Regions from separate parts of the Mus musculus genome. Here all the other regions are linked to region 1. The links are chromatin contacts, called in public Hi-C, HiCAR-type, HiChIP or PLAC-seq and promoter capture Hi-C maps. All regions are on one chromosome and are shown on one strand. The core of a region is the stretch at or near the end of the contact, and the rest is flanking DNA. Distances in the headings are between cores, read along the strand shown. Region 1 holds the start of Emsy (EMSY, BRCA2-interacting transcriptional repressor). Region 2 holds the start of Ppme1 (protein phosphatase methylesterase 1). Region 3 holds the start of Lipt2 (lipoyl(octanoyl) transferase 2 (putative)). Region 4 holds the start of Pold3 (polymerase (DNA-directed), delta 3, accessory subunit). Region 5 holds the start of Xrra1 (X-ray radiation resistance associated 1). Region 6 holds the start of Neu3 (neuraminidase 3). Region 7 holds the start of Ints4 (integrator complex subunit 4).

Region 1 (3,793 bases), core at 628-3,127:
CTGGGCTATGGAGTGAGAACCCGGCTTAGAACAAAAACAACAAAAAGCATACCCAATTTTCGAAGAATCCGTTTGCATTCATCCCTGCTGAGATCCAAAAGGGTTGGCCACACAACAGGCATTGCTGCTTCTGTCTGGTAGCCCCAAAGAGCTTGTCCTCCCTATCAGAGGAAAAACAAATCACATTACCAATGTATACGCAAGGATATAGAAAGCCTTCGACTGGCTACAAACTAAGATTGAAAAGATAACTCATACCATTTTCATCTCCACACTCCAGCTCCTGACAAAGGAAAAAAAACACCATTTGAGAGCACAATGACCCAGCTCATACTAACAGGGGAAAGAACAGGTTTTAAAGTCAAACACTTCTTGGTTCCAGTTCCAGCTTTACAACATAATTAGTTGTTTCATCCTTGTGAATTGGCCTCTCTGAACCCAATTTGTATGCCTTTATTTTAAAAAAAAAAAAAAAAAAAGTAATCCCAAGTTTGTTTCAAGTATTATTTAGAAAACAGGGCAAGCCAAGTTCTGTCATAGTGGCTGGCATATGACTTGCCAAACAGACTCTACCACCTGTGCAACCTTGGACAAGTGATTTGACCTCTGCCAGTTTCCTTAATAATAAGTTAGGAGATAAAATAAGCAAACGGTGGAGCATGTCATTTGGATAAATGAAACTCAATAACTCTTTTCTCAAGTTTTGGCAGTAAAAAAAGAGTCATTTCGACCAGTTACCAAAAGTTTAAAAGCCTAGAATTTCGCACTGTGAATTCCTTGGTCAAACAAAACTACACTACAGGTTGAGAACTCAGTAGATCTTCCTTAACATCTGTTAAACTGATAAATGGATGGTCAGCAGCAGAGTAGAATGAATGAATGAGCCAGCCTAAGAGTCAAACACTAAACCGATATGACTCTTCAACTGCGTTCCAGGCTCTGGGTTGCTAACTCCAACTCTTGGCCTCAAGTGGAGCCCCCTTCCCCCTACTTCCCATAGTCCTCTGAGCTCAGAACCAACTCTGAGCGAGCCAAACTGGATGGCGCGCCCCAGCTGGCAGGATGACATAAAGAAAGGGGGTGGAGAGGAGGAAGGGGCAGAGCCAAAGGAATCCGCTCGCTCCCCAAGCCAGTCCCCGCCTCCCGGTAGAATCTCGGAGGCGGCCGGCGACCGCCCGAATCGGGTACCACGTCACGGCATCCCAAAGCATCCCCTCCAGGGAAACGCACGGCGGGGCCGCACAGCAAAGGAAAGCCGGGCAGCAGAAGCCGGAGCGTGCTCCCGGCACCGGGGTCGCACCGACTCCGTCCCCCGCTCAAGTGTCAGCAGGCAGCCCGCCCCGCCCCCTCTCTAAACACGCACTCGCTCACAGCACCACAACAAGAGCAGCCCGCCCGGCTCCTCGCCCGCGCGGCTCCGAGCGGGTTCCAATGTCAAGCCCGCGCCCCCGCGGCCAGCAGCCAGTCTTGGGAACCCTGGCCAGCGTCCGCGCCTCGCGCACTCCTCAGCGGAGACGACAACGGAGAAAAAGCGGGGGCACGGACAGACAGTCAGACAACCCGGAGTCGCCTCGGGGCTCCTAGACCTCGACCTCCGGCGTCCCATCACCAGGCATGCCGGAGTCGCCCTCAGTCCACTTGAGGGAGCCCCGCGATCCCGTTAGGAAACAACGGAGGATGGGGCTGACCGACCCAAGCCGGGCTCCCCGTGCCTGGCCAAGCGCTCCCCTACCCTGGATAGCCTGCCAGCTTTTCCCAGGACCCTGCCTGAGAGACACCCACCTGCCCGGCCTTTCGGGGCTCATCTAAAAGGCTCCTCCGCCAAGACTAGGGGACACCAGGAATTAGGTTTGTTTGCGGTGCCTCAGAAGGGGCAAGATGGCGACAGATACCAGAGCGCAGGCGCAGGCGCGCGCGGCTCGCCGGGAGGTGTAGTTCGCCTTTCCCGCCTTTTGAGAAACGAGCACTCAAAAGCCTCCATTCTTCCTGTCCCTTTTCCTCTGCCTTTTGAAAGGAAAGGGCGGACAACGCGGGTCCTAGTGGGAGTTGTAGTCCGAGTCCAACCTCGCTCCTCTTTCTCTTGCTGCTTGCTGGTCACATGCGCAAGGAAGTCTGGGAGTGTAGTTCCTTTCGGCTTCTACATTACCCTCCAGTCTCCAGCTTCGCGCGCCTATCCTCCGGTCTTTCCCAGCCAATCAGCTGCTCTTTCGGCTGTACGTGTGGCGTCACACGTAGCGGTCAAGATGGCGTCTGTAATTGGAGCTGAGCTTCGACCTTTTCACTCTAGCGAGGGTTGGGATGAAAAGAACACAGCTTGGTCCCTGATGCCCAGTTGAGGATTAAGATCTGGTTCCGTAGACGCTTGGGAGTAGTCATCAGCGTCTTCCAGCCACCCAAACGACAACTCAAGAAAGGTTATCCACTACGGAGAGAGAAGACCTCACAGTGGCCCGTACACCTTTCTCGGTGTTAGGAGTTGCAAGTGGAGGAAAGGAATCCGAGCGGTCTCAGCTTGGAGTTACGCCATGTACGAAGTAGGAGAGGTAGTGATATCTCGTGCAAAATCTGACAAAGGGAAGAAGGGACTTACTTGAGGCACTACGACATGGTAGGTTCACCATCAGCCTTTGTTCTTAACCACACAATGTTGTGGAGGCCTTGTGCCCCTATTTTACAGATCGATAGGGACCCAATATATTGTTTCTCTGATCCAAGAACTCAAAGTTAATTTCTAGTATTATAAATCCCATCGAATTTTGTTGTGTCCTCCCTCTAAATAAAGAACTCTGGTAGCATCGGATGCAATGAAAGTGCAAATCTTGAGGAATTGTTAGTGTGCATCCTTCTGTTAGCAGATTCCCGTGAAAACTAGGGTAACCACTGGGAGGACATCTAGCTCAATGGCAGATTGCTTGTCAAGTATGTGCAAGACCTGGAGACCTGAATCGGATTCCTAGCACTAAGGGATGTTAGGATGGACACACGAGAAAAACTACCCTGTGGGAATATTAAGATACACAACGTGAATGAAAGTTCTTTTCCTAGTTCATTATGAATTACATTTATAATCTCAGCACTGTAGAAGTGGAAGAAGATGAGGAATGCAGGGTCAGACTGGACTGCAAGAGACACCGAGACCAAAACAAGAAAAAAGAAGAAGTTTTTAAGTAAATTGTGAACCACTGCATATGAGTCTACTCCTGCTCCTGAATGGAGCTGTAGGTTAGTCAGAAATAAAAAGGACCATTTCCTATACAGCTCTCCTGGCCTTCTTATTGCACCCTATTTTGAGGTCAGTTTCTTAAGAATACCTTGCAAGGTAGTAAATTAAGTCTTCTCGAGACAGGAATCAAAGGTGTACACCACCACCACCTCACTGGTAAATTAAGTTTTAATAGGAGGTTTTGTAATTTAACAGACATTCTATGATTTGACTCTTGCAGCATCTCCGTGAGACAGGCGTAATTAAGCTTCACCACTCTATAAATGGGAAAGCACAGTTGTTCAGGAACTGGTGAACTGAGAGGGTTCACATAGTAGAGCCCTGTCTCTAAAGAGCTGGAGAAATGGCTCAGTGCTTAAGAGCACTGGCCTCTCTTCCAGAGAAGCTGGGTTCTATTCCCAGCACCCATATGGCTCACAACCATTAATTCAGTTACAGGAGTACCTTAGGCACTGGACACATGTAGTATACAGATATCCACGCAGGCAAAATACCCAGACACCGAAAGTAAATCTTTTAAGACAACAAAAACTTTTACAGTAAGTCAAAAATAAGTGACAGATTATTAGA
Region 2 (3,793 bases), core at 713-3,212, 1.7 Mb after region 1:
ACTTACCTGAAACATGTAGAGTTAGTTTTAAAACTAGCATTTAATATATCTGTACAGGTGAGTGCCAGTGTACTGAAAGATCCAACTGTAATTAGGAAAAAAACAGCTCCTAAGCGAGGTGTGGCAGGAGGATCAAGAGTTCAGGGTTAGGCTTGGCTTATAAAGTGTGACCATATCCCCCCCTTCCCCCAAAAAATTAATAACTAAAAAAAAAAACACATGAAGAATCATTACATTTATTTTTATACTTCAGGCTAATTTTCCAAAATAATGGTATAGGTCAGCTTCCAAATTTTCTTTATGTTAAAAGTTCAATCTTTATGTCTTTTCGAGACCAATCTTTATTTTATCTTATAACAAGCTTTCCATTTTACCTGCTATTATGCCTCCTCAGTCAATTTTTTTCTATTATAGATCATAACCTCTTGGATTCAGATTTTACCAATCATTTTAATAGCAGGACTCTCTCTCATCTCCTATACTCAGTCTTCACAGAACTGCATACATCTTTTCTTGCCTTTTGGTCAGTCTGTGGAAATTCTTGAAATATATCTACCAGCTTCTCTCTCCAATCCCAAATCCAACATAGGTCTCTTTTCTCTTTACCATCAGTAGTCCTCCAAATAGCCCAATGACTATCCAGTTCTCTCTGCCTTCCAGCAGCTCTTACTAGGATGTTCAACTATCACGATTTCTCCAGCAGGCAAGCATCCTATAACTATAAATGACACAGCCTGTCAGGGATCTAAATTTCTAAAGTTTCTTTCATTAGCTCAGCTTTTATATTGGGAGTGTAGCTCAGTGATGTGGCATTTATCTAGTTCTGGGTTCCAGCCTCAACACCACAAAAATTAATAAATGTTTCTAACCCACACACATAAGCACACACACACACTCAAGCCCTACTCCCTTTCCAGCAAACCATTTACTCCCATTTTATTGTTAAGTGGTTACTCCCAGTGCTTCACTAAGTCTAATTCTTAGACCAATAGATAGTTTCCCTCAGGTCCCATTTGCTTGGCAAAACAAAACAATTGACAAAATCTTCTTTGGTTTTCAGATTTTACCTCTCCAGTGCTTCCATTTAACAAATCCTACTCGAAATTATTTCTCAGTCTCTGGGATATCAGTGGTCACTGTTCCAAACTCAGCTGTCTTCCTCATCACACCCCCCCTATTTCCCTAGCCTCTGGGCTCACTCCCTTGATAACAGTCCCCTAGCCATGTTCTCTGTCTTTCCTTAGGCCTATTCTCCAAGTTTTCTGATTCACCCCCTCATTCTCTGAACTTGACTCTTACACTTCTGGAAACTTTCTCTAGAACCTTCTACTCCCTAGTCTTTGCCTCAGATGTTTTCTATAACCCTCAGGTAAAAACCTTCTTACTCCTGGCTCACTTACTTGATTCCCCAAACCCGTCAACTTTTCTCTCAGTCATTCCCTATTCCCCTCAACGATGCCAGATTTCTCCTCATCTCACTGATTCACTCTTTCTCCCAGACTCATCACTTCTAGAGTTGATTCCCGTCATCCCTTAGATTATCCTTTCATTTTCTCAACCTTGTCCTTATTCCCCTTCTCCAACAATGTTATCAGTCCTCCAGTGGACTACTCCCTTAGCGCCTCACCTAGTCCCCAAATCTACCTTCTACTCTATCTAAACACCTCCAGGCCAAGGCCAGCATTTCCTCCAATTCACAGCGTCCCTTCCCGTGGCACTCTGAATGCCCAGACACCAATCTCCAATGGCCTGGGCCTGGTCTCCTGGGAGAGTGGTACAAGTCACGTACCCCATCCGCATCTTGGCTCCGCTCTGACTGCCCCCGCTGCCGGGTAGAGGAGGGCGAGAAGGTAGGCGGCCGAGGTGCATGCTTTTTTCAAGGGCCGACATCAAAGGGAGGCCGCACGTCGACAACAGTGGCCCAAGGTCCGTCCCACGATACGTGCAGTACAACCGGTCACAGCTCTCTCCTCTAACGACGCCCAGTCGCCTTTGGACAGCAACCAGCCACCGGCAGCGCCGCCTACCGCCCACTGGCTCAGTAAGCCCCGCCCCCTCGCCGCAGCGCTTCCACCGGAAGTGCGCAACAGCCTTCGCACAAAGGAAACTGGGTAACGGAGTCTGCGGATCTCTCAGACTCCTATCAGAGAACTCGACAACCCTAGCAGGAAGAGACCTCTTGAAGGCAATGCATGCTGGACAATGAAGTCCTCAAATAGTGTATCAATTTGCGCTTGCGCAGATGCAGGTGCCCTGGTCCAACTTGGCCAAGGTAGGGAAGCAAAGCATCATGGGTGTTGTAGTCCATTTGCAGGGGCTCTAATTGGCGCCTTCTTTTGGCACCGCTTTCCGGGAACTGTTGGTGAAAGAGTGTTTCTTCCTGCGTCCCAGGCTTCCCAGCGGCGCCCGTTGCCGGGGAACGCAGGCGCCGTGGGAAGGGATGGCGGGAGCGTACAGCTTAGGAGCTGGCACCTGCGTTGAATTTGTGACGAAGGGCCCAGGCTCGGGATGAAACAACGGAAAGGCCAAGGGCCTGGGGGCGGCCGTGGGCGCAAAAAGAGAGGTAACTTTATTTCTTTAAGGTTGAGAAAAGCATAAAAGGGCTAAAGAATTCTAAGGAGACTTCCACCCGCTCCGGTTAAACAAAACAAAACAAAACAAAAGAGGACGGAAGAGAGACTAACTAGGGAACCAGAAAGTTAAGAGAATTTTTTTTTTTTTTAAAGAATGGAAAGGAAGTAGCGCCTGAGGGTCGATAAATGAGGCAAGTGAGGATTAATAGATACGGATAGGAGAACAACAAAATTAAACGTGCTCTTTTTACGACAGGGATACACGTATGTGTGTTAGAGGTATTCGGAGTAGGGGGAAGGGACATAACTCTGTCCGGAAAAACCTTAGATGGTGAAAGGGTGTGTGATAGAGGACATCGTGAAACCTGTAACCCAAGCTTACTCAAAAAGCAAATAAAACCACTTATATATATATATACCCTTCTACTTCTCTGATTTTTTCCTTGGGAAGCGATTGCGCTTCATAAGAATATACTGAGATCTCATCAGGAATCAATACAAGGAGTTTTTTCAACTAAAACAGTTTGTGTCCTGTAGCATGAAGAAAAAGATCTACCATAAAGCGCAGGGATAATTCGTTGAAATGGAAACATATGTGCATATATGGACTGCTCCTCACTTAGAATGACTTGAATCCAACTTAAATCCTCTTAGTTATCCAGCTCCTATAAGGGGGCCCTATGAACCCCAGGCTGGCCTTGAACTTGATCCGCCTGCAGAAAAACTCTTGGTTTTTTTTGTTTTGTTTGTTTGTTTGTTTGTTTTGTTTTTAAGTCTTCTCTAAATCTTTCAGAAAAGGTACTGACTGAAAGGAAAGCCAGAGTTGTAACTGATCGCTTCATTTACATATTATTCATCACCTTTCTGAACTCTAGTAAGATTTGACGTTAACATTTTGAACCCAGAACCAAAGGTAGCAGCAAACCTAAAAATGTTAGTCTCTGTCCTTGACTGTATGGTCTTGACAGCAAAGACAATTTAAGAGTGAGATAAAGAGCCTGCTGTGGTGGGCTAGCCTTTAAGCCCAGTACTTGGGAGGCAGAGGCAGGCAGATCTTTGTGAGTTCAAGGCCAGCCTGGTCTACAAATCAAATCTAGGCCAGCCAGAGCGGGTTACACTGAGGATCCCTGTCTCAAAACAAACAAACAGAACAAAAAAAGAGTGAGGTTAAGAATAATGTATCTTCTCCATTATTTTATTTATTCATTTTACATCCCAGT
Region 3 (3,793 bases), core at 869-3,368, 1.5 Mb after region 1:
TGAGTCTAATCCAGGATAACCGAGGTAGATTAGAGTCAGCAGAGGTTCAGATGTAGTGTTGAGGGAAATAAGAGGGGGGCAGGGTGGGGAGGGAGACTCTAGGCTGAGCCTGGCGGGTGTAGATTGGATTCAGCATGCTACGAGTAAACACCTTTTACAACAATGACCTCCTTAGGTCCTGAAAATTTGGGATCATTTTAGGGGCTTGGAGGCTGCCACATGGCCTTGGTGAAGGGTCTCAGTTCAATGACACCCACAACAAATGATTTAAACGGTTGTTCTTTCATTCTGCAAATATCTACTAAGGCCCTATAGGTGTCAGACACTAGTTAGAGGAGATGAGGACCCAAGAATCAAACTGTGTATCACCTACCCCATAGGAGTGCAAACACACAGTGACGGAACAGAAGATGTACCCAGATCCCTGGCTTTCCTCCTTATTCTGCTTCACACCAGGACAAGTATTCAGCAGGAACACTGAGTTCATCTTGTGCAGGAACCAAATCGCTGCAGTTACTTTCCCCACCCTACACGGAATTATTAATAAGATTTAGGTGCTCTGGAACAGGGTTTCCCAATGTCTCTTCTTCTCCCAGAGCCTGGAGCTATCTCAATGTTTATTTTTTAAACCACATCCCCATGTTGATGACTCACAATAACTTTTGTCATCCGCTCTGAAACCTGCTATTATATATGTTTGCCCATGCCAGTCTGTCCGCCTTATTAATTCTTGGCATTGAGCCTCACTCTGGTTGGTATTCTGTTCTTCCTCTTTCTGCTTCCTGGCCCACCCACACTCAGTGTTACTGGAGCTATTAACAGTCAAAGTCCATCCCAGCACGTAGGAGGCAGAGGCAGGAGGATCTTCTGTGATGGAGGAGGGAGGGGAGAACCTGCATGGCAGAGGTGGAGGGGTTCAGAGAGTGAGAAAGTCCACAGTGCAACGATGTAGGCTCAGGCTTTAGGCCGATATCTGAAAAGGAAATAAAGAAAAGGGGAAAAAATTAGTGGTCAGTGCAGATCTGAGATTATGTCCCAGGTTAGAATACCACACCAGAGACACACAGTGTGGTTAGAAACAGGGGCTGGTTATTAAAAAAAGAAAAACACTCCCAAGAATGGGCGTGAGCTAGTGGGCTAAGTAAAAGCCTTGGGGACTGAGGGCTCAGGACCCTTTATAAGACTTTGATAAGACATCTACCTCTCCAAATTGTAGTTCTGGGGACTTTTCTGGCACATTCTCTGTTGTATAAAGCTCAGGTCAGGAAGGGTTTCTGGGCCAATTAATCACAATTAATCTTGATATTCTGGCTTCCCGTCCCCTGTCCTTCCCTCGGCTTCTGGGACTGGGTTGTATGATGACTCAAGCTGGAGCTCCCTTCAGAGATCAGGGCTTCATAATGGAAGCAACTCCTACAAAGGTAACGGTGCCTTCCCAGGAGTAGCTTGTTTTTGTGACCCATCTATGTAGGATGTCCCATTTGCTTTAATCTAGAATAATTCTAATGGGTCAGGCCAGACTCGGAGCATTCCTGGGGGATAGCTAAGGAAAGAATCTAATGCAACTATTTCTCTGCTCAACTACAGCTTCTGCCTAATCCTGTTTCTTTCAAGTCTTATATATCTTGAAGTACCTGCTACGTCCCACACCGATCCACAATAAACCTCTTTGCACACTAGTCTCCCTTTCAGTTTTCGAGGAACTCAACATATTACTGAATTCTGTTTTTCTTTCCATCATTGAGGAAAATACGTAATAAATAAATTAATTAAATTAAAAAAAAGAATTTACATGGTGAAACAGAAAGACAATTTCTGAATATTGTCAAAAAAAAAAACTTTAATATTAGCTTGTCAGCTGTGAACACCTAAGCTTCCAGGGTTGGATCTTCGTTTCTCAAATACTCTACACTGCACGGTCCAAGTTCCTGCAGAACACAGAACATACTAAAAAATGATTATTGGAATGAATGGGTGGTTAAGACCAATCCTGCCTGGACTTCGGGTCACACAGGTAGGCGGGAACTGAAGCTCCACTCGGGCTGAAGCTCAGGGGCGTGGCCCAGAGTCCCCGCCCCGAGACCCGCCAGAAGGCGTGGCCCACGCACGCCGCCTCCCGCGCGATGTCGCTGCCTGTGGTCCGGCTCGTTTGGCTTGGTCGGGTGCACTACTCGGAGCTGCTGGCGTTGCAGGAGCATTGGCTACGGCGGCTACAGGCAGACCCTCGCCCTGGGACCCTGTCGGGGACCAAAGCGGGTGTGCTCTTGGTCTGCGAGCCAGCGGGGCCCGTATACACGGGCGGGCTACGCGGTGGCCTGACACCCGAGGAGACTACGCGGCTGAGGGCCTTGGGCGCCGAGGTGCGCGCCACCGGCCGCGGCGGCCTGGCCACTTTCCACGGCCCGGGCCAGTTGCTCTGCCACCCGGTGCTTGACTTGCGGCTCCTAGGCCTGCGCCTGCGCACCCACGTGGCGGCGCTGGAGGCGTGCGCCGTGCGACTGTGCGAACTTCGGGGCCTGCAGGGCGCCCGCGCGCGGCCGCCGCCCTACACTGGCGTCTGGCTGGGGGAGCGCAAGATCTGCGCGATCGGTGAGCGCGCCGGGGCGGGACCGGGGCGGAGCCTGGGCAGGGCTAACATCGGGGAGCGCTGGGCTGGACATGAACTCTGGGCATGAGCCACTGACCTCCCTCATGGAGCTGAGACAAAAGAGTCCTCTAGTTCAGTATGAATTGCCAGGTTTCTTCCTGTGACTCATAACGGGAGACAGGATGCCAAAATTTAAAACTTCCAATGCAAACGCAATTCTTGTGTTAAACGAATCTCGAAAATAAGGGCAGCTGATGTGTAACCACAGCCCCCACCGCCATTGACTTAGCCCCCAGATCCAGTCAGTGTTCCATCCAAGTTTCAAGGGATTGTGCCCAGGCCTCCTTACCTTTCAGCCCCAGAGGGATCCTGAGGCTCCCAAAGAAGGGAAGTATAACTATGCTAAGATATTTTGGCTTGTCTTGCAGGAGTCCGCTGTGGAAGACACATCACGTCCCACGGCTTGGCTCTGAACTGTTCAACCGACCTCACATGGTTTGAGCACATTGTGCCTTGTGGACTGGTTGGAACTGGAGTCACTTCCCTGAGTGAGGCGCTTCAAAGACTTGTCACTGTGGATGAAGTAATGCCATCATTCCTTGTGGCATTCAAGGAGACTTTCAAGTGCACGTTAATCTCTGAGGACAGCCCCAGCTGAAGGACATTCATTCACCTTATCCTTGGGATGATGGTTCTACAATAGAAAGCTTCTAGTCTGACTGAGTCCCCAGAACTACTCTGATTCACTGACCATGACAGGCCCTGAGCAATTGCTAGTCTGACTGAGTCCCCAGAACTACTCTGATTCACTGACCATGACAGGCCCTGAGCAATTGCTCCCTGTATCTCCTCACCTACCTCAGACGACATTATGAAAATACTATGAAAAGTCACAGGCTACCTAAAGCATCCCCATGACCATTAACACCTGTTAATGGAGACACTCCAGTGTTATTATCAACTGCCATTTCCTAATTACTTGCTACTTTTTCAGTGCTAACAGCAATTGTATCAGTTGTATCTAACAGCAGTTTTGACTCTTAGGTTTTTTGAGTTCTGTGGGAACCAAATCTCTGTGAGGCCCAGGGAAGTGATAAAGTTACTCTTCTCAGGAGACCTGGGTCTTTCTTCAGTAAAGGAGAAAGCCTCTTCAAAAAAATAAAATAAAATAGTTTTGCCTTTCTGGGTTGAATGTCTCAAGTTTGA
Region 4 (3,793 bases), core at 818-3,317, 1.5 Mb after region 1:
CGTTTTCTTTAAGGGGCTGGCCACTGGGAGTCTGACCATGTCCCATGACTATACAGGCAACTCAGATTGGACTCATTTGTGTGTGTGTTGGACCTGGAAGGACTGGGAAATGAGTGTGAGTGGGGTGCATGATGTGAAAATTCCAAATAAACAATAAAAAGATGATGCTGAAAATAATAAATAAAAACAAAGTGAAAGAAAAATTCCAATATTATTAAAATTAGCAGTCAAATGAACTTACTGTTTGGCCTGGTTAACATGAACCCCTAGTGTATAGCTTAGCCACTTGTAAGTCACCTGAAACAAAAAACAATTTTTAAGGTTTTATTAGCTGATTCCAGAGTACAGATAAGTGCCAAGAGCCTGTTCCTAGGGACTCTTATTCTCGGATGGCTGTGTCCTGTAAACTACAGCAGATACCAACAAGAAAAAAACCATATGACAAGTAAGGCCAGGGTACTTACCTTACAAACACTAAGATGCTTCACAGACTGATCAATGCAAAAGAATCTACAAAGGTGGGTCAGAGAGATGGGCAGTGGGGAAAGGCACTTGCTACCACACCCTTAAGAACCTGGGTTTGGCCGGGCGGTGGTGGCACACGCCTTTAATCCCAGCATTTAGGAGGCTGAGGCAGGAGGATTTCTGAGTTCAAGGCCAGCCTGGTCTACAGAGTGAGTTCCCAGGACAGCCAAGGTTATACAGAGAAACCATGTCTCGAAAAACAAACAAACAAAAAGAGCCTGGGTTTGATTTGTTGGATTCGTACGGTGGAATGAGAGAACTGGTCCTCTGACATCCATAATTGTGACATAGCACAATTATGTGTGTGTGTGTGTGTGTGCGCGCGCGCACGCGCATGACACTAAACATAATAAGAAAAGTCTTAAGAGTCTACAAAGCCAAGCCAAAGATTATTTAGCTCAAACTCCTTGTCTTACTTAAAAGCTCTCTGACCCTCTTGTCTTTAAGAAGCTACCTAAAACTATCCTAAAATTTATCTAAAACCTAGCATTACTTGAAAGCACATAACCCAGGAACTTCTCAGTAAATTTGCAACTATTCAAATGTTAAGAGGAACAGGTGGTGTGGGAATCAAAAAAAAAAAAAAAGAGAGAGAGAAAAATGGATAAATGTAGTATGGGGTAATTTCAAGAACTAGGGGCATCGAGCCTCCATCCTTCCCTGACCCGGTATGTCTGTTGTTTCTTCCAAAGCTAAACGATGCACTCCCAATAAGAGGACTAATAAAGATTGGTCAGAGGCAGAGTGGCAGACAGAGGCAGAGGGGAAAGAGACAGACCTGGGATTCAAGAATTTATCTATCCAGCCCTAATGGCCCTTGACGCGTTTATACACGTCATTTGACCCTTGGCTAAATCCCACTTCTAGGGATAACACAAAAGCCTGGAGGACCCGGGAGGTGTGAGTCGGTGTACCAAACTGTGTCCATGGGCTCACAGCAGCAAAGGTCCATCACACCCAAGTCTCTTCATTTTTACGCTAGCCCGAGGAGGTGGGTCAAGCTGCTTTCAATATTTAAATTTCCAGGAAGAGGAAACTGTCTCTGGTGGGTAAAGCACCAGGCAGTCGCCTATGAAAGTCGGCCAGTCTCAACTGTCTTGAGGGGCCACCACCCGACAGAGCAGGGAAAGGAAGCCTCACGAACCCCGCTGGCTTCCCAGGCTCCACGCCCCCGGACCTCACAATCCCGCCCAAGGCCCCGGGGCTTGGGCGCGCGCCAGAAGCTCTGCCCGCAGGGCGTGTCTCCCTACGCGGGTTTCGCGGTGACCAGTGGCCACCTCAGCCGGTCCCCGAGAAGCCACAGGCACCGGGGGTCGCGACCCCTCGCCGACCGGGCAGGCCCAGTCCCCCGCACACCCGCCTCGCACGGCCCCGCCTTCCCCACCCCCGTGGTCCTAGCTCCTCACGATCTTGTTCTGGTCCGTGACGAACTCGTCTATGTTTTCTAGATACAGCTGTTCCGCCATGGTGGTGCGGCTTCGAGCCCCGCGCTCAACCCGCCCCAGCCGTAGCTCCCGCCGGCGGGAAACAGCTTCGCTCACTCTCGGGTCACAGGTCGTCTCCCAGGGCAACCAAGGCGCCGCGCTACGGCGGCGGGTGAGGGCCAAACTAGTGAGAGGCCAGCCAGGGCTGATGTAGGGGGAAGTTGGAGCGAGACCGACCGGAAGTGAGGCGCGAGCCCGTGGTTGTCGGTGTGCACCTGAGAACGTTGCGATTTCTCTGCTACCACAAGTAGACTGACTCATAACCTTATATTTCACCGCTGGGGGCGGGGGAGTGCTGTGGCCAAGAGTACACATGGAGCCTACATTGTAAAGGAGAGGGAGGAGGGGGAAGAGGGGGAGGAGGGGTGGCTTAAAAGAGTTGGTGTCAGGCGTGGTGGTGCAAAAGCAAGCAGATCTTTGTGAGCTGAAGACCACCCTGTTCTACCCATGGAGCTCCAACCTAGCCAGAGCTACCAAGTAAGAGTCACTAGATTAGGGACATGATCTTTGGGTCAACCAGGAGTTTCCCGGAAGATGTGAAAAGACTGGGGAAAAGAGCAGACGAGAAATCAAATCATTCTATTTGGCTGGAGTTATAAGTGAGACGATACACATAAAACCTTCAAGCTGTGCTCACCACGATCACACTAATAATAGCTGGTAACTGTGTTGTTACACGACAAACATATTGAGCAAGTGCTTTGAAAATGAAATTTCATTTAGTCTCATAGAAACCCAGCAAATGCATTGTGTGGTTTTCATAGAGAATCATAACAGATGCCTGTAAATAAACCCAAGATCATGTCAAAGAGATTACAGTTGTGTCTACAAATACACTGAAAGGTTTTAGGGTCAAAAACAAATCAGAGAAGAGTATCCCTTGGAATTTTCCCTCCCACGAATTAAGAGATGAAGAAAGTCTTTTAGTTTCATGTATATTCCCCAGATATATCACAATTACTTACTTACTGAGTAACTAGCATGTGGTGGGCATCTCTAGCAGTGACCCTAATCCTCAAGTAGTCTTGTTAGATTTTATTATCCCTTTATACACACACACACATACAAAAGATGAGGTCCCATCATTTCAAACCACCTTCATGTTGTTCATGGGAAGAGTGACTAGGAAACAACTGCAAGGACTTTGAGACAGGGTTTGTGTAAACAAAAACTATTTTAAGTATGATCTTGGGGCCAATGAGATAGCTCAGTGGGTAAAGTGCTTGCAGCACAGACCTGATGACCTGAGTTCAGTCCCAGGGAGCCACATAAAGATGGCAGGAGAGAACTGATTCCTTGGAGTCATCCTTTGGTCTCCACACACCATGGTACATGCAGGCCCATGTATATGCACAAAATAATTAATAAATAAAAATTCAAACTTACTGTATTCATAATGTCAGAACACCCACGTGTAATAGACTCTCAGCAAATGAATTTTGCTTGAAGTTTGGTTACAATGAAGGCATTGAGAGCTAAGTGAAAATACTGCTGAGAAAGAAGTAGAGCTCTGATGTGCCCACTGTGACTTACCATCACTGAATGGGCAGGGGCCATGTTAGACTTTGTATTTAAATATTCTCGTGTAATCTCGTCAACAATCTAGGATGTAAATATTACCTGTATACTAATATATAGATGTCAGATAACTTGAGTCTTTATCTCAGTTTTATAGAAACTGTCCAGAGTTAGGTAGTTTGCTCCAAGCCACATACATAGCAAGTATGTTTCCGTCCAGGTATGCTAAAATAATCGCCCACCGTCTCAAAGCTGGGCTTGCTTTG
Region 5 (3,793 bases), core at 377-2,876, 1.2 Mb after region 1:
GTCCAGGCCAGCTTAGCTACACAGCAAGACCCTGTCTCAAACTTGACTCTAAGGACCCTCCAAAAGACAAGGGGAACTGGGGACGTGGGTCAGTGGTGGAGTGCTGCCTACCATGTAGGAAGCTACACAAATGCGGGATGATCAGGCATCCATCTCTTAAGCCCTAGCCATCTGTTCCACACAGAGGAGTAATAGAGCATTTCGATTAAAATGTTTCAAGAAAAGTGGTTTACTATATGAAAGCACCATGCTTCACCCTCATCACATCAGCTGGGAAGGACAACCCTGGAAGGGGGCCAGAAGGTATGCTGGACTAAACCCCTCATTCTACAGAATAAGGAAGGCAATAAGGAGAACAGGCACATTTTAGGACACAGAGCTAGAGGCAAAACTAATGCCAGGCCCGTTTTTCAGGCAACTGTCTCTTGCAAGTTGCTGTGCAAGGGGCAAGATGGTCAATCCAGGAGCAGCGTTCCTCCCCTGACTCTTTCCTTTAAGCCCTTATGGACAAGGACGTGAAATTCTTTAGAAATTGTGTAGGCAGAGTGGAAAGCAGTCAGCTGGTACAGACAGAAAAGGCCACGCAGGGGAAGAGAAAGGCAGGGAACCCAAGAGGGACAAAGAATCTTAAGGCTTCCTATCAGACCAGCAAGGGAAGTCAACATACGAATATTTCATTATTTGACATATCATGAAAAAATTAAAAGAAACCAAAAAAAAAAAAAAAACCCTTAAAAACTTTAAAGGCCAAGGAACTCTTTGGGCTCTGTAGCAACACGCGAGGATGATGGTGGAAGGGTTTGGGGAATACTGACTTCGAGGAGATTCTTTCAATTTCTTTAGAAGTTCCATTTTCCACGTTGATGTTATGGGCATTTTCAAGAGTGGCCCTCCTAGCACAATAGAAACGTGATCATTATGGTGAAATATTGCCATAATTACGAGAAGCTGCGGTGGCGGTTAGGGACCAGCAGCACTTGCTTAAAGAGACGACTAAAGGGAAGGATTGTTTTCCAACGTGTAGAGAGGGCAAGTTACAAGTGTGCGTTCGTGTGCTACGGAGGAGCGCTCAAGGAGCCACAGAAAATAAGGGGGTGGGGATGGGAAGCTGGGCTCACCAGCTCCTGGGCATTCCCCGGGCTCTAGATTGTCCCCAGGACTAAGCTCCTCACCTTATCCAACAAACCACTGCGGCTGCTGCTTGTCCCGCAGCTGGGGCCGCCGCCAGCCCCACTACTGCCTCCGCCACCGCCGCTTCTCCCACCCTGCGACGCCGACGCTGCCATCTTGTCTCCCTCCGTGTCTCCCTCCCATACGACTTGTCCGAAGCCGATTGGCTGAAGCTGCTCATGTGATAGGCAGCGCAGAGCCCATCGGGATCCGTAGTCTGGTGTGCTGATGAGGGCTGAAAGAGGCCGCGGGGCTTGACGGGACTTGTAGTTAGAATCTGCCGTCGCCGGTTGCCGCCTCCGTTGCTAGCCACATCCTCGCGGTTACTAAGGAGTGGGTGGGGAAGGCTGTGGCAAGCGCCACCGTGGAGCGACTCCGAGATTCCCGTGAGGCTTGCAGGCGTGCACTCCGCCTGACAGGGACATCGCCTCCGCGGGCTCTTCGGAGGCGGAAACGACGCCGAAGGCAGGTGTGGCTGGAAACTTAATTTTGCTTGAATTATGAGTCTTTCCAGCCCCAGATGTTGTGTCCTAAGAAGGGAGGTAGAGCCTGCTCTTCACCCCTTTCTGTCCCTGAAGGTAGAATATCAGCTCGATTATTCTCTCCGAAGTAACCATAATCTCAGCTGTTAGTAATGTTTCCTGTAGAACTATCATTTATTGAGTGCCTACTGTGTGCTAGGCAGTGCCCTACATGCACTTACATCCACCCATTCTGTGTCTGTCTCAGGATAATGCTGTATAGACAAGAAAAGGAATTTTTCAGAAGCCAGAGAGCATAAGTCAGAACACACTTAAAACCAACTTTTTAGTTTTTTAAACTTAAAAGCATGTTTCCAGTTTGACAATGTGATTTTTATAAATATTGAGAGAAAAAAATATTGAGCACCAAAAAAACTTGACACTGAAACTAAGGCATATAAGGAAAATAGACCTGGGATATCTCATAGTAATATCACTTTATGCCATATTACATTGCATTATTTAGTTTTTATACCTACATATTTTCCATATGTGTACAGATGATCCGCCAGATACTGAATTCGCTAGACATTTTGTTTTGTTTTTCTGAGACAGGGTCTCACCATTAGGTCTAGCTGTCCTGAAACTCACTGTGTAGACAAATTGGCTTCAAACTCCCAGAGATCCACCTACCTCTGACTCCTTAGTGCTGGAACCAAAGGTGTATAATACCATGCCCAGCCTCTGAATCGCTTAGCATGTACTCAGTCCTGTTCTACACACTTAGAATATACCTCTGAATGAAAGAGACAAAATGTTCTTGGCAAGGCTATGTTCACATGATCACTAAAGAATAGCAGATTAGATTTCATCCTCGATTAAGCAATTCCTGGCCACTCCAGTTGTAAGGGTCCAAAAATCACTGAAAGAAGACCCCAGGCTCAGAGAGTATACAAAAACAAAGAGCATTTATTCTGCAGAAACACCAGCATGCAGGGGCCAACCATTCTTTGAAATGGTGACCCCAGATAAACGCATGCAGGCCTTCTTATAGAGAACTGAGGGAACTCTCTAGAAGGATTAGGTGATCTAAAATTTCATTGGTAGGTGCTGGGGGTGGGGGTGGGGGGGGTCATAGGTGATCAGAAGTCTACATTCCCATGTCATGAGCATTCAATCGTGTGATGAAATAGGGCTGACCAGTGCAAATGGCCCATTCTGAGATCAGATATTTTCCTATTTTTGTGGTTATCTCCAGGCTGTTCTTTGGGAGAGGGTTTTCTGATCTTGTTCTGGATTTTATGGTCTGTTCCTAGAGCTGGTGCCTTATGACCTACTTTCTGGGACTTATGGTCTATTCCTGAAGCTGGTGTCTTATGGCTTTTTGGAAATCAAGCCTGGTCCTCAAAATGGAGACAAATGGGTGGGAAGTCCTTAAATGGGGACACATGGGGTTTCTATTGTCCTTTCACAGTTGTGTGTCTCATAACTTTTGGTTGTTACCACTCATCCCTCTTGTCACTTCTCTGTTTTTTTAGCACCCAGGTCTACTGGTACCCGCTCTGTGAACCTCCCTTGGTCCTTGCTTCTGCCTTCCTTGCAGACAAAGCAAAGTACGCCTGCAGCATTTTGCTTATGCATCTGTTTAGTTGAGGTAGCATTTATCAAGTGTCATCCTTCTGTAGGCCATGTCCTGTTTGAGATGCTGGAGATGAAGAGGTTACTGGAACCTAGGCTTGCCCTTGGAAGGCCTCAGCCCGGGGTGGGTGTAGTGGGGAACCGTCAGAAAAGCAGATCACTCTGATACATTGTAATCGAGTACCTCCATTAAGAAATAGGCCTGAAGGCTAGAGAGATGGCTCAGCAGTTAAGAAGGAGCACTTGGTATTTCTGCACAGGATTCCAGTTCAGTTCCTAGCATGCATTTGAAGGCTCACAACCATCTATAATTCCAGTTCCAAGTGATCCAGTGCCCTCTGTTATCGCCTGTGGGCATTGGGTGCACATGCACACATGTAGGCAAAACACATTAAATAAATTTTTTAAAAAAATGAAGAAGCTATCAAGAAATGAAGTGGGCCTGAGACGGTAGCAGAGGGTCAATCTGGGAACAGGGAGGTACAGGAAAAGAAACTGCCTGAATCACGATAAAGGCACAGGAA
Region 6 (3,793 bases), core at 523-3,022, 1.2 Mb after region 1:
CTTAGGCTCCTGAGTGTTAGTTAGTTTGTGCCACCATGCCAAACAGGGCACATTATTTCTGACTCCTGAAACTGATGTAGAACAGTAGTCATGTACTATATACAATGTAATACTAGACTGAATATGTGTGTGTGTGTGTGTGTGTGTGTGTGTGTGTGTGTGGTGGTCCCACAGATTCTAATTGTGTTAAAGTTCCCATCACCCACAGACATCTTAGACACCAGTATCACAGCCCAGACATATAACACGTTTGTGATGTCAGTCATATACAAATATCTATGTACAGCTCATACAACTTGAAATGACAAAAAGCTACTTTACTGGCTTGCAATCATTCATTAGACTACACTTTGTTATTATCTTGGAATACAAACTTACAAACATTTACAGTGAAACAGCATATTACCTTAGCTGGCAGCAGCCTCACACAATCCATGCTTTCAGAATCTCTTGACACCATTTTTTCTTGTGTTTGACTTCATTTCATGTTTCACTCATCATGGCTCCAGCCGCAATAGGCATATATATGGAATATATATATATATATATATATATATATATATATATATATATATATTCTCCATACAGCCTAGCTGAGCCATACGATGTGCATACACACTGATGAAGTTCTCACAATGAAACCACATCATTGTTGTGTTCTCAGTACCAAGCCCCATCATTAAGCACTGCATTATTCTATCAATTACAACCTCCTCTTAGCACCTGGGCTGGTCTTGAACTTGTGATTCTCATGCCCCAGCCTCCTGAGTGCTTGGATTAACAGGAGCCAGGCCCCATGACTGGCTCTCATTTGTTAAAGGTTAGTAATGTGTACTTATCAGGACCATTCAAAAATGCTTTATAAACGTTAAGGCACTATACAAATTGATGTCTTTAATTATTGTGAATGCTGACCTTTTTACAATTCAGTTTTGGTTCTGCCATCACCTCAACAATTAAATTGTCATTAATTTTCACTATGATTATTCTAATAATAATGATGACAGTGGTAACACAGTGGCCTGGTCACACCTAAAGGATTCACCCAAACTATGTGCTCAGAACTAGGGGCTGAGAAGAATCTAGTACAGGTCTGCTTTGGAGTTGTTTGCTTTAGCAGATAATTCTGATTATTAATTACTGTTCCATACTCTCTCACCTTCCAACCAAGTCCTCTCTATTCTCTTTCTTGGGGAGAGTACAGTTTAGCACGACTTCTGAAGTCAGCCTTGTTTGAAGAGGAAAACTTAGGGGAGACCACTCAGTTGCAAATCTAGTATCAAAAACATTCCACCTTGGAACCTTTTTGGTCGCCCACAACTCCTCTATAGTAAGAAGACTTCACAGTCTCGGTTTGTTCCCACAGTTCTAAACTACAGCTGAAGTTTGGCTTTAGATGGAAGAAAGCAAAAGTAGAATGGTCCTAGCTGATTCTGGCTGACTCAGTCTTCCTTCCTGATGCAGGTCCCCACAGTCCCCGGCCGAATTCCGGGTGACTCTCACCCCAGCTCACCGGCTCCGGAGGCTCTCTGGGCTCTCCCGTGGAGTCTCGGAAGAAGGCCTGAAGCTGAGCTGGGGCGATGGAGACTGGATAACAGCGACAGAAACCACAGACGCTGAAACGAACCCAGTGACCGCTGCGCAAGAACTGGCAGTAATGAGACAAATATCCCAGGAGCAGAAGGAATGCGCTGGGGAGCAGGCGCCAGAGGACTGAGAGCAGCGTCTGGGTGTCAACCTCCCCGGCCAGGCCACGCCCCTTCACCGCGCAGTGCCCGCCCTGCTTGCTTCTCCACGCCCTTAACGATTGGTCTGTGGAAGGTATCACCGCCTAAAACTTCCCTAGACAGTCTAATTGTCGAACAAAGGTTCCGAGGCTCAGAGGGGACTCCTAAAAAGATAAAAGGTGGAAGGGGGTGTTTTCACACAAAGCACTGGACATTCTCCTTGCAAAAGGTTCCAAAATGTATATATTTATCAGGGCCTGGTGGTGCGGGGCTGTGGACTTTGCTAGTGTGGTAGAGACTGTTAAATTTCATCTGTCTGGACTACAAAATGAGTTTAAGGCCACCCTGAACAATTGCCCTTCTCGCAAGATTTTTAAAAAAAAGTATAAACAGAGCCGAGAAACCAGTTAGGTGGCAGAGCACTCGCCTAGCAGGTGCAACGTCCTAGGTTCACTCTCCTGTACCTTCGATAACTTATTGTATATTGTCTACACACATTTACATACATGTATCTGTCACCAAGTACTGAATCCATTCTCTTGTTTCACAATCACACGCAAGGACCATCCCATTCTTCCCCACCTACCAAAATCAAAAGAGGAAAAGGCCCCTCTTGACACACTGCAGCATCTAAGAGATCAGCCAGGGGTGGGGACAAAGAAAGCTAAAAATGACTGTTAAAAAAAAACAACAACAACACAAACAAACAAACAAACAAAAAAACAAACCGAAACAAACAAACAAACAAAACCCATCAGGTCAACAAGGCTACCAGAGGAGACTAAAAAGAAAATGAAAAAGTCACGACCAAAACAAAAACCCAAACAAACAAACATAAAAACCAAGATGTGGAGTACATTGGTATCAAAATTCACAGTGGTTCCTTATGTACCAGGTTAACATAATGAACTAGGACATTTAGCATAGTGGCATTACCCTGTGGGGAGTGACTTGTATTTGACTTATAATAGTAAGATGTATGATAGCACCCTTCACCTTATAATATAAGAAATCACACCCCCAAGTGTGGGTCTAACCACAGTAAGATAGAAAGCAGCACAGCAGGGCCGATTCGGCCGGACCCCATTCCTCCTCTGCCTGTGAGGATGCCAGGGGGCAGGGCCCTGTCCACCAAGGAGCAAAGTGACTTCCTTTTATTTCATCCCAGTCATGTTAGGAGTTTCTCTCCCAAATGGCTGCCTCCTCTAGTTCCAGTGTAAGAATATGGGGTCTTCTTTCTTTGAAGTGAACTTGATACTCAGAAGTAGAACTCACATGGAGAGAAACAATTGAAACTCATTTTTTTTGTTGGAACCAAGTAAAACATAAAGGAATTTGTCAAAAGATGAAGGGAAAGATGGAATATTAACTTAAAGGATGGAAAAACATTGACTCCTACTGAGTTTGAATCCCTGAGCCTGAGCAAATACCATGGGTACGGCAGTGAACGCTCTAAGGGATGGGCTTTCCTAAGACACAAGATCATAACAGGATGGGATTTTCCTTCATTCCTTTTTAAATAATGAGAGATTAGCCTGACAACACTGAAATAAAATAAAGTAGTTTCCTGCTAAAAGTAACTAGGACTTCAAAGAAAAACAGCTGATTTCAGAGCAGGGGAAAGAGGTATAGCATAGGCTTTGAGTATCTGGTCTTACTTGAAAACAAGGTAGCTAGAAGAAAGCAACAAAGGCCATGCTCAAAGAGCTGACCTAACAAGGATCCTACTACCAAATATGTGTGGCAAAATAACAGCTAGGTGCAGTGCTGCACACCTATCCTAGAATTGAAGAAGCAGAGGCAAGAGAACCACATGCTCTAAATCAGCAGGGGTTTTAATAGTAAGTTCCAGAGGACTTGGGGCTACATACTGAGAACCCGTGTAAAAAGGGGGCAGGGGAATAACAACTTACAAAGGACTAGATTAAATGTTTAATGTTATGAGAACATGGTGCCGGAGAGAGGTGCCCCAGTAGTTGAGAGGGCCCAGTGCCCGCACCCACATGATGATTCACCAACATCCTTAACTCCACTTCCACAGGACCTCTTCTAACTTTTGAGAACAC
Region 7 (3,793 bases), core at 509-3,008, 1.2 Mb before region 1:
TCCTTTTGAACCACATTCCTTTATCCAGCACTTTGGTTGCTCTGTAACAAGCCATTTAGGTATCTGTCTTTGCAAGCCCCTTGAGGTGCATGAAGAGTCAGGCCTGCCCCCACCCCCAGGGACCTTCAACCACCAGGCTCCACCCACAGAACACCCAACAGCCAGCCCCAACTCTAGAGTTAAAATAATTTTTTTTAAATAAAAAAAGCTCGAGTTTTGAAGTCCCCCCAATCCTCACCCTGGAAAGCTCCCCACACACCACCCCAGGAATCCTATATAAACCCTGTTTCTCCTCAGTCCTCTGCTGTTTTTTTTTTTTCAAGCATTGGCAGTCAGCCTTCTGGGATTTTCCCTGCCAACAAATCTCGTGTGAGGTTTGTTGTGCAATGTGACTTTGTGGTATTCCTTGACTCCTAACTGCCAGGACACCTTTCCATCTGAGCTGTAACACAGTCTTCCTACGTATAGTATAGGATAAAGATAATCTATGTGTTTTTGGGTCCTCTGTACCTACCAACTTCCTGTTCCCTCCTCTAAATGTCCCATGTTTTGGTTAAAAAAGTAAAGAACAGGTGAGTTGTAAAACTCAAGAGCACCACATATCTCAGATGCAGGGTGTTCTTGTTTCTGTATTGTTTCATTACACTGTAAGCATGTTTTTGTTAGGTAGGGATTATCAGTATGCTTGTCGTGGAGGTCACTTGTTCAAGTACCAGAGTCTTAAAGGAGTGTTGTGTTAGAATCTGACTCCCCTATTTCTGCCTTCACTATTCACTTTAATATGGGTTAAATAATAACAGCAATTCCATTCTTATTCCTTCCTTCATTATTGATCTTAACAAGGGTTAAATAATAACAGGAACTCTATTCTACTCATTGTTCATGTTCTAGACTTATTTCCAGGGTCTTGATATTTGTACTTGCATTTTTTAGGCAAAATGAGATTTATCTTTCTATTATGTAGACTGTTTTCCAAAGAAAGACTACAAAGACCTTCTGAGAAGCAGACTTAACTTGAAAAACAAGGTTTTCTGAAACCTACCAACTACAATGAAGTTAAAAACCTGTAATTGAGTTTATGCTAAATGCTAATCATAATAAAGTTCCCTTTTTATTAAGCTTTGCTTGCTTGCCAAAGTCATAAAGAACCTTTGTAAGACTTTGAGGACACCTCATCCTTCTACTGTGGGTGTGTGTGTGTGGGTGTGTCTGTAATGGTAACATTTTTGCCTTTCTATATCTCAGTGTTGGCTCCTGGTTTTTGACACCACAACACGTGGCTTCATCCTCAGTCTCAAGATTCTTTTTCACTGTTTCCCAGCTGTCAGAGGAAGCATTAGTCTCTTCACCAGAGATTCGTGGAACACACTGACAGTCCTGATAGAGACTTGGCTCCGGGTGGACCACCAGCATTCTTAAATCTTCAGACTTGCAGAGTAGTACCATTCAGAAAAATGATCTTAAACCTTTCATTGATTCAACAGGAAGATTCTTGGCTTTCTTTTCTTTATCTTTCCGTTTTTCTTCTTCTTCTTTCTTATTGATGGATAACTTCTAAATTACTGTAACAAAGTAAAACGAACTTCGGGGAGGAGCTGGAACTATGGCAACACTCACCCTAAGATTCTAGCAGGGCACCTCCAGGATACAGCTCCGGGTTTTGCCTCCAGCTCCCACCAGCCCCGCCTTTTACTCCACCCATCTTCCAGGATGCACTCTAATTTCCGTCTCCCAGCAGTAGCGGCAGCCAATCGACTCACTGGGCAGTGGAGCTTCAGGAAGAGGCCTCTCTATCCAGCAACCCCACTGCTTTGTGGGATTGCAGCGAAATCGGTGCTGTAGAAAGGTTTCTCTCCACGTTCTCAGCAAGTACAGAAGCCGAGAAGGTCCGGTGCAGCCATGGCGGCGCACCTGAAAAAGCGGGTGTATGAGGAGTTCACTAAAGTGGTTCAGGTAAGCGCTGGCAGAAAAAGCCATGGACCAGTCTGCGCGGGAGGGTTGTCCGCACCCAGGCTGTTCTCCAGATCAGCGCCTAAGCTTGTGTGTAGCCGGCTTAGGTTTAGGTTCCTAGGCTGCGCGTCAGGCAGGGGGCGTGTTAGGTCGAGGCCGCTGTTCTCATGTGTACTCTGACTTTGGGGTTTGTTGTTGTTGTTGTATTTAAAGTTCTGGGACTAGAATTCGGGGTCTTAAGCATGCTAACTTATCACTCTATCCCAAAGTCACACTCCCAGCTCACTTGATAAAGACAAAACAAAATCATTGGGACAACGTGCTGTATAGTTTTAAAAACTGTCAGGTATCTTATTTTAATGTCTCACAGCTCGGTTGTGCCAGATCGGTTATATTTGCATTCTCCTGTCCTCAGTTGGTGGCAGAACTCCTCTTAACTCGTGTACCTCTAACTTTCAGAGACAAGTTGAGCTGTATGCAAAACCCCAAGCTGACTAAAGGTCTGTAGAATTCAAGGCTCAGACCAAGCAGGCAAGAGTCACAGGACGGCAAACCTATCATCCTCTCTCTTTTAAACATAGGTGGACCAAGAGAGCCCCTGTCAGAACTGTCAGTGTGCTCCACAGTGTCTCTGTAGAAGCGATGTATTCTGCTTCTTAAATTTCCATATGTACACAGATACATACAAAATATACGCGTCTTGAGGAATACTTAAATTTTTTATCTTTTTTGTAGTAGGGGAGATTGAGTGTAGGGCCTTATGCATGCTGAGGCATGTGGTCTACCACCGAGCTGTTACAGATCTCGCTCTTTTAGGGAGTTTGTTATGATGCAGATTATGTTCAATAGGTTGGTGGTGTGAGGCAAGATCTGCATTTTGACCAGGCCCGGGGGTTTATGCCAGTGGATCCCCAGCAGTCTTAGATATTTAGGCAGAGTGGTCTCATTAAGGAAAAAAAAAAATTTTTTTTTTCTTTGAGACAGGGTCTCACTATGTAGAGCAGGCTGATCATGAACAGGAAGGAATCAGCCTGCCTTTTCTTCCCAAGTGCAGGGATTAAAGGCTTGCATCACCATGCCTGATGGAAAATGACTCTTAAACCTTCCATTCATTCATTAATTCAACAGGAAAAAATTAAAGTATTTTCAAATACTTGAGTGATTTCTGTGTACCATGTGTGGTAGGAAGTCGTTGTCTATCAGAACCCCTGCTTTTGGGGAGTACATAGTCTAACTGGAGAGCCAGGGCAGTGTCTCTGTTATCGTCACAGAGAGAACTACACTGGCGAGTCGGTATTCTTCCATTCTCCTTAGCATTTTCTCCTTTTCCTAAAGCCCAGCTCTAACTTTCAGTGATCTCATACTGCCGTCTTCTCATGTTTGTTTATCGGCTATTGGTAAATTGGCTTTCTCTTTATTCGTCTTTCTTACAAAAGCTTACATTTTTTGTTCTTTATATTATATGCATGAGTGTTCTGTCTGCATGAATGTCAGTGTATCACGTGTGCAGTGCCAGAAGAGGGCATCAGATCCCCTAGAACGGAAATTACAGCCAGTTGTGAGTTACCAGGTGGGTGCTAGGAGTTGAACCTGGGGCCTGTGCAAGAGCAAGAATTCACTCTTAGCCCCTGAGTCATCTCTGCAGGTCCAGCTCTTTTTTTTTTTTTCTTTTTTAAAACCAAAACAAAAACCAAGGTCTCAGCTGGGGTGGCCCACCTCAGAGGGGTGGGGATGGGGGATTGGCACATGCCTTTAATCCCATCATTAGGGGGCAGAGGAAGGTGGATTTCTGTGAGTTTGAGGCACGCTCCAGAGCAGCAAGGACTACACAGAGAAACCTTGT

The links. Promoter capture Hi-C pulls out the DNA fragments that hold promoters and counts their contacts. Hi-C and Micro-C count contacts between places; a contact is called where the count stands out from the background. HiCAR-type assays count read pairs that join an accessible place to other places. HiChIP or PLAC-seq counts read pairs in DNA pulled down with a chosen protein or histone mark.
Region 2: a contact with region 1 is called in a promoter capture Hi-C map of liver, with 9 times the contacts expected there. The contact joins the promoter of Ppme1 here to the promoter of Emsy in region 1. A contact is called at or near these places in 3 of 39 promoter capture datasets (liver and pre-B cells), 4 of 484 Hi-C or Micro-C datasets (cerebral cortex, liver, pre-megakaryocyte-erythroid progenitors and 1 more), 3 of 115 datasets of contacts at active chromatin or transcription factors (astrocytes and embryonic stem cells) and 1 of 9 other capture datasets (liver).
Region 3: a FOXA1 HiChIP or PLAC-seq map of pancreatic cancer cells shows a contact between it and region 1. The contact joins the promoter of Lipt2 here to the promoter of Emsy in region 1. A contact is called at or near these places in 1 of 39 promoter capture datasets (liver) and 1 of 115 datasets of contacts at active chromatin or transcription factors (pancreatic cancer cells).
Region 4: a contact with region 1 is called in a HiCAR-type map of astrocytes, with 2.0 times the contacts expected there. The contact joins the promoter of Pold3 here to the promoter of Emsy in region 1. A contact is called at or near these places in 2 of 39 promoter capture datasets (liver and neutrophils) and 1 of 115 datasets of contacts at active chromatin or transcription factors (astrocytes).
Region 5: a Hi-C map of B cells shows a contact between it and region 1, with 7 read pairs. The contact joins the promoter of Xrra1 here to the promoter of Emsy in region 1. A contact is called at or near these places in 3 of 484 Hi-C or Micro-C datasets (B cells, embryonic stem cells and muscle stem cells) and 1 of 9 other capture datasets (liver).
Region 6: a promoter capture Hi-C map of liver shows a contact between it and region 1, with 4 times the contacts expected there. The contact joins the promoter of Neu3 here to the promoter of Emsy in region 1. A contact is called at or near these places in 4 of 39 promoter capture datasets (cranial neural crest, liver and pre-B cells).
Region 7: a promoter capture Hi-C map of liver shows a contact between it and region 1, with 4 times the contacts expected there. The contact joins the promoter of Ints4 here to the promoter of Emsy in region 1. A contact is called at or near these places in 1 of 39 promoter capture datasets (liver) and 1 of 484 Hi-C or Micro-C datasets (uterus).

The regions. Positions count from the first base shown.
Region 1 is chr7:98,654,692-98,658,484 of GRCm38.p6, forward strand. It overlaps Emsy (EMSY, BRCA2-interacting transcriptional repressor), which reads right to left and starts at 1,878. Exons shown (of 20, transcript NM_172280.2): 1 at 1,783-1,878; 2 at 53-161. The coding sequence starts at 122.
Region 2 is chr7:100,369,934-100,373,726 of GRCm38.p6, forward strand. It overlaps Ppme1 (protein phosphatase methylesterase 1), which reads right to left and starts at 1,963. Exons shown (of 14, transcript NM_028292.2): 1 at 1,790-1,963. The coding sequence starts at 1,890. C2cd3 (C2 calcium-dependent domain containing 3) reads left to right here and starts at 2,300. Exons shown (of 33, transcript NM_001017985.3): 1 at 2,300-2,563. The coding sequence starts at 2,509.
Region 3 is chr7:100,157,159-100,160,951 of GRCm38.p6, forward strand. It overlaps Lipt2 (lipoyl(octanoyl) transferase 2 (putative)), which reads left to right and starts at 2,119. Exons shown (of 2, transcript NM_026010.2): 1 at 2,119-2,589; 2 at 3,016-3,773. The coding sequence starts at 2,124. The coding sequence ends at 3,245. It overlaps Gm51452 (a long non-coding RNA gene), which reads right to left and starts at 3,018. Exons shown (of 2, transcript XR_003946658.1): 1 at 2,937-3,018; 2 at 1-973.
Region 4 is chr7:100,119,433-100,123,225 of GRCm38.p6, forward strand. It overlaps Pold3 (polymerase (DNA-directed), delta 3, accessory subunit), which reads right to left and starts at 2,068. Exons shown (of 12, transcript NM_133692.2): 1 at 1,932-2,068; 2 at 242-297. The coding sequence starts at 1,991.
Region 5 is chr7:99,857,592-99,861,384 of GRCm38.p6, forward strand. It overlaps Xrra1 (X-ray radiation resistance associated 1), which reads left to right and starts at 1,627. Exons shown (of 19, transcript NM_001164258.1): 1 at 1,627-1,639. It overlaps Spcs2 (signal peptidase complex subunit 2 homolog (S. cerevisiae)), which reads right to left and starts at 1,292. Exons shown (of 5, transcript NM_025668.3): 1 at 1,173-1,292. The coding sequence starts at 1,286.
Region 6 is chr7:99,826,645-99,830,437 of GRCm38.p6, forward strand. Neu3 (neuraminidase 3) reads right to left here and starts at 1,773. Exons shown (of 3, transcript NM_016720.2): 1 at 1,514-1,773.
Region 7 is chr7:97,479,198-97,482,990 of GRCm38.p6, forward strand. Ints4 (integrator complex subunit 4) reads left to right here and starts at 1,759. Exons shown (of 23, transcript NM_027256.2): 1 at 1,759-1,953. The coding sequence starts at 1,900.